2 separate regions of the Mus musculus genome follow, and region 1 is linked to region 2. Evidence: chromatin contacts called from public promoter capture Hi-C data. All regions are on one chromosome and are shown on one strand. The core of a region is the stretch at or near the end of the contact, and the rest is flanking DNA. Distances in the headings are between cores, read along the strand shown.

What was found. Promoter capture Hi-C pulls out the DNA fragments that hold promoters and counts their contacts.
Region 1: a promoter capture Hi-C map of embryonic stem cells shows a contact between it and region 2, with 5 read pairs. The contact joins the promoter of Lrrc23 here to the promoter of Nanog in region 2. A contact is called at or near these places in 5 of 39 promoter capture datasets (cranial neural crest, embryonic stem cells and stem cell-derived epiblast-like cells), 3 of 115 datasets of contacts at active chromatin or transcription factors (all in embryonic stem cells) and 1 of 9 other capture datasets (embryonic stem cells).

Annotation. Positions count from the first base shown.
Region 1 is chr6:124,778,138-124,781,128 of GRCm38.p6, reverse strand. It overlaps Lrrc23 (leucine rich repeat containing 23), which reads left to right and starts at 1,402. Exons shown (of 8, transcript NM_001302555.1): 1 at 1,402-1,479; 2 at 1,983-2,117; 3 at 2,203-2,312; 4 at 2,784-2,991. The coding sequence starts at 2,001.
Region 2 is chr6:122,706,067-122,709,026 of GRCm38.p6, reverse strand. Nanog (Nanog homeobox) reads right to left here and starts at 1,462. Exons shown (of 4, transcript NM_028016.3): 1 at 1,094-1,462. The coding sequence starts at 1,244. RefSeq lists promoters at 1,322-1,512, 1,428-1,654, 1,317-1,722, 1,385-1,766, 1,248-2,960, cis regulatory regions at 1,571-1,578, 1,664-1,669 and an enhancer at 1,589-1,626.

The sequences.
Region 1 (2,991 bases), core at 153-2,652, 2.1 Mb before region 2:
GAACACACAGCTTTGAGTAGCAGAGCTGTTTGGAACCCAGGATTTATGCTTTAAAGCTACCGCTGTTGCTAGAGCTCCCGTTCCTTGACACCAAGAGAACAGATTTGTCGATTACGTTCCCCAAACTCGACTGATCCAAAGGAACACTTTCTGACTTCCAGCCCACACATATTCCATCAGACCACTTTGCAATCTTTAAAAAGATTAGTTTACCCAAGTGTATGGTTGTGTGTGTATGTGTGTGTGGGTGGGGAGAGTATGTGCATGAAGGCCAGAGACATTGGATCCCCTGGAGATGGAGTCCTAGATGGTTGGGAGCCACCTTTTGTGGGTGCTGAAAACTCTGCAATTGCACGAGTGCTCTCAACCCCTGAGCCATCTAGCCTCCAATTTGCATTTTATATAAAGCAGGTAACAATTAGTCCCATGTGTTCCTGTATCAAGCATTCTCTTTTCCTTAGACTCCACAAGATAGTGTTAGTTGGGCATGGTTGCGCTCACCTGTAATCCCAGTGTTTAAGAGGCTGGGAAAGGAGTGACTTCGAGGCAGCCTGGCTTACATAGAAAGTCTGCTGCTTCAGAGGAAAACAGCAACAGCGAAGACACAGAGTAACTCAGCAGACTCCTCCCAGTTCTTAACGTTACGTTTATTCTACAGAATTCTAGAGGACTGCTAGTAATCAGCAGATCTACCAAGACTCCAAGCCAGACCTTTTATTTTTTAGATGTATTAATTTTATTATTTTATGTGTAGAGGTCAGAAGATGGCATCAGATCGCTAGAGCAGGAGTTACAGATGGTTTGTGAGTGCTGGGAATAGAGCTGGGTCTTTTAGAAGAACAGCCAGGGCCCTTAATCTCTGAGTTATCTTTCCTGCCAGAGGGGGTCGCAGGGGTCGCAAAGCTGGGTCTTAAAGGTTTGCACCACCAGGCCACCTTCGAAGTAAATGAGCGGAACCCGGCCAGCAACAAATCCCATAACTTAGTATTTCTTGCTTCTCTTCGTGCCTTTCCCCCCTCATCCATCTCCTTTTTGCTTCTTAGGTATAGTCTTAAAGCCCAATTCCTTTGCATCCGGACATCTAATTGCTTTAAGGACTTAATGGCCAGCCCCGCCTCCCTCCCGCTTCTCAGTGCTGCTGTTAATATTGGACCATTGTTTTATGTCCGCCGACAATTAACTCCTTGACACTCTTTTCTCGCCTTCTCCTGGTTCCTGGGATTAGAAATTTGGCCTCGTAACCTGGCAACTACTGAGCTACCCGCTGAGGGTGGAAAGAGGGGCGTTAGGGTTTTTGCTTTGCGGTTGAGGTACTCTAAACTCTCAACGGAAGCTGGCTGCAAAGCTAAGCGTCCCGCCCCTGTTGCCATAACAACAATAAATAACTCCGGCTACCCCGTTGCGTCTTCCAAAAAAACAGTCTTGGCGTCTCAGCACAAAGATCCTCTCCTTAACTACTTCTAGAGGAGCAGAGTCAGGGTCTGCGCCCACTTCTGAAGGCGAACTGGGTTGGAGGGTTGAAGACTTCGTGTCAGGGAAATGGTGGTGTTAAGCAAAGAGGCCGCATTAGAAGAGGGGTTGGGGTGGAAGGGAACCCAACCCGGAGGTGAGGTGTGGGTAAAGAAGGGGAGGAGGAGTAGGTAGGGGAGATTTTAGGAGGACATGTAGAACTGTATCAAAGGGAATTGAGGAAGGAGGACGCTGGGCTGCTGGGACACTGTTGGAGGCAAGTGACAGCAGGAACAGTCCGGGAGTGTGGGAAAGTGTCCTGAAGGGAGCAGGGGTGGAGTGGGAGGAGGCTCCGAGCAGAGACTGGGAGTCCAAAGACGGTCTCCAGCATGAGGAAAGATGCACAAGTGGGAGTTCAGAGGAGACAGACTGTATAGGGCACCTGTAGCTGGAGGTGAGGGACTGGAGGGTTGGGGGGGTGGGAGCTAAGACCTTCTTTCTCAGGACCAGGACTGAGTCTCATCTGACTCCAGAGCGCAGGGCAGAGAAAGATGTCGGATGAAGATGATGTGGATGACGTTGATGCAGAACAGGATGAAGTGGAAAGTGACAAGGAGATAGAGGAATGGGAAGACTACAGGAAAGAGACAGAAGAAGCCTCTGAGGAAGTGAGAGCCTGCTTCAGGAGGGCTCCCGGGGCTCGGGACTAGAGGGGAGCTGGAGAGGGATGCCTGTATTCCCCACCTCTTACAGTGGCTGCCCACCCCCATCACGGAGGCCATGATGAAGGAAGGGCTCTCATTACTCTGCAAGATTGGCAGTGGACTGGCTCACGCTTATATTAAGCTGGAGGCTAAGGACAGGTGAGGACTGCGAGACGGGAGCATCTCGTGCCTTCCCTCTCTCATTCCTGAGTGTTTGGGCTAGAGCTCATGGGAAGACATGGTGGGCTTCGCTTTTCAGAACGTCCGTCCGGGACTCTTAGGTGACTGGGAGGGTAGCTTAGCAGTGGAGAACTTGCCTAGTATGCACAAGGCTCCAGGTTCATTCCCAGCACCAAAAACAACACACTGAAGCTTCTGTGGAGGAGTCTCTGTTTGGCTCCGAGATGTAGCTTAGTAGTATGAAAGGTCGTCTGCCATGTGCAAGGCACTAGTTTTGATCTCTGCACTGAAAAACAAGAAGAAAACCCCACTTGCCTCCTCTTCCCCTCCGTCTCTGTCATCCCAGTACAAGGCTTCTCTGCATTGCTCTCTGTCCTAGCACCTGTGCCGTTTCTCTCTGGGTTCTTATCCTTTCCGGTGGATCTCTCCCCCCCCCCTCCCACCTCCTAGGGACCTCACAGACATCTCCTTACTGCGCTCCTATATCCATCTTCGCTATGTGGATATTTCTGAGAACCATATTACAGACATATCGCCGCTCAACAGTCTCACTCACCTCCTATGGCTCAAGGCCGATGGCAATCAGCTTCGGAGTGCTAGGATGAATGAACTTCCCTACCTGCAGATCGCCAGCTTTTCCTACAACCAGATCATAGAC
Region 2 (2,960 bases), core at 213-2,712:
ATTATGCCATCTGCTGGCACTAGGGGCACGCACTACAAACACACATGCTCTACACACATGCTCTAAAAACACACATCACTTACAAAGGCTATCCCCACCCGTTCATTCCTAACCCAGCACTTTTCCCACCTCCAAAATCAAAAATTGAGGGAGGCAGAGGCAGAGGCAGGCGGATTTCTGAGTTTGAGGCCAGCCTGGTCTACAAAGTGAGTTCCAGGACAGCCAGGGCTACACAGAGAAACCCTGTCTCGAAAAAACAAAAAAAAACAAACAAAAAAAAAATCAAAAATTGAACCCATAAATCAGAAAAATCAAGATGACAGACATTAACTTAAAAGCTCAGAAAAAAGGGGACACACACTTCCTAGCGCTCCACACACCCAAGCACCGCTGCACACACCCGAGCATCACTGCACACACCCGAGCATCGCTGCACACACCCGAGCATCACAACACGCACCTGAGCACCGTGGCACACACAGCCTAGCAGCCTCTTGGTTCTACCATTTACAAGCCTGAGTACTGGGCTGACTCTGTACAGACAATGAGCTTCAGACCTTGGCTCCAGATGCTAGCTATAAGAATGAATGACTTAAACTGTGTACACTTGTTTGGGGTTTGGAAGGAGCACTGAGCTCACAAACCCAGAACTGCTAAGTGACATCCATATTCCCAAAGGTTGAGAGAAATGCTAACTGCTTCTGCTGGAGAAAACGGCCATTTGGGCAAATTGCAAACTAACTGTATAACCTCACCAAAAAAATGGGGTGCTCATTCCAAGCTAGGATGTTAGGTCTCCCTGCTACTGAAGACACCACTCACTGCCCCCGAACATATTCCAAAGAGCCCAAATATTTAGGTTCTCAAATACACACAAGAGCCTTATATTGCTCCGTCCTGTGTCCCGGATCTCTATTTCAGACTAGAAGGCCAACGTATCACCGGTCAAACTCAGAGGGGTTTCCAGAAGAGTGATAAGGACACCCGCTTATGTTAATGACTACTACGGTTCATAAAGAAGCAATAACCCTTCAGCCCGTTTTTTCTACTCTTACCCTAATTTACTGGGTTCTTCGGGGACTGAATTCCTTACCAGCCTCTGTGCAGAGCATCTCAGTAGCAGACCCTTGTAAGCAAGAATAGTTCTCGGGATGAAAAACTGCAGGCATTGATGAGGCGTTCCCAGAATTCGATGCTTCCTCAGAACTAGGCAAACTGTGGGGACCAGGAAGACCCACACTCATGTCAGTGTGATGGCGAGGGAAGGGATTTCTGAAAAGGTTTTAGGCAACAACCAAAAAACTCAGTGTCTAGAAGGAAAGATCATAGAAAGAAGAGTTAAATGTCTAATGCAAAATTATCAAGAAGTCAGAAGGAAGTGAGCCGCAGCCTTCCCACAGAAAGAGCAAGACACCAACCAAATCAGCCTATCTGAAGGCCAACGGCTCAAGGCGATAGATTTAAAGGGTAGGTCCTGCTCCTCCCCCCTCAAGCCTCCTACCCTACCCACCCCCTATTCTCCCAGGCACCCAGGCGGCACCCACGCCCCACCAGCCCTGTGAATTCACAGTTAATCCCACCTGCAGGGTCCACCATGGACATTGTAATGCAAAAGAAGCTGTAAGGTGACCCAGACTGGGAGGGAGGGAAAGCTTAGGGGGCATCCTCTGATCTAAAGACATCCCCCCCCCCCAAAAAGAGGCTTTACCTCATTTCACTTTATTCATCTTTTAACCACGGCTGCACCTCCAGACCCTGGCGATCTCTAGTGGGAAGTTTCAGGTCAAGTGGGGGATCTGAGTTTCCTCTTCCATTCTTTCTACAGACATGAAAGAGTCAGACCTTGCTGCCAAAGTCTCTGTTTATACACGGCTTTCCTTTCAGCACTCAGCGTTTCTTGCTTGCTCTTCACATTGGGAAACCTGGGGAAATCTTCCCTCCAAAAGTGCGGCTTTTTAACGCAAGTCTGAAGAAAGAGCCTGTGTCCTGCTTAAGACTCGGGCTACCTTAGTAAGTTGGTCCATGCTTTGGTTTTGAGACAGGTTTTTCTCTGTTGCCTTGAGTAGCTTATACTCAGTATGTAGACCAGGCTTGTCTACCACCATGCCCAATTTAAGGAGTGTTTAAATTAATGTAGAGGCCTTCTGTTTTGTTTTGAGACAAGTTCTCACTGTAAAACCTAGGCTGGCTTCAGACTTACTGCAATCCCAAGTGCCTCAGCCGTCTAAGCAATGGAAGAAGAAATTTATCGTATTTCAAATTTGGTTTTGGTCATTTCTTTGAGATAGAGTTTCACGTACCCGAGACTGGCCTCACAGTCTATTGCTCTAGCTGGTCCCAAACTCCTGATCTTCCTATTTCCACATCCCAAGTTCAAAGTTTGCCGATCAGTCCTTGTGCTCACAGATAAGTGAGTGAAAGCACTCTAACCCAGCTTAAGTCGGCTTCTGTGTATAAGCAGAGAGGGAAGGGCCGTCCTCTCGTAACATCTCCCATGTGAAGACTCTACCACAGTGAGTATTGGTAGGAGTGGTTCTTCCTGGGTTTTATTCTACAAAAGACTAAGCTTGAATGGCTCTTTTTGGTTTGGGGTTTTTTTTGGGGGGGGCGGGGCGGAGCGCGGGGGTTGGTGGTGTTTGTTTGAGTTTTGTTATTATTCTAGGCAGGGTTTCTCTGTGTAGCCCTGGCTGTCCTGGGACTTGCTCTGTAGAACAAGCTGGCTTCCAACTCACAGAGAGCCAACTGCCTCTGCCTCCCATGTGCTGGCATTAAAGGCCTGTATGTGCCACCACTGCCGCCATGGCCACCACAGCCACCATACTACTACTGTCTCCACTGCCACCACTGTCTCCACTGCTACCACTGCACCACACCATCATTGCCACCACTGTGCCATGCCACCAATGCCACCACTGTGCCACAGCACCACTGCCACCATCGTCACCACTGTCTGCCTCTGC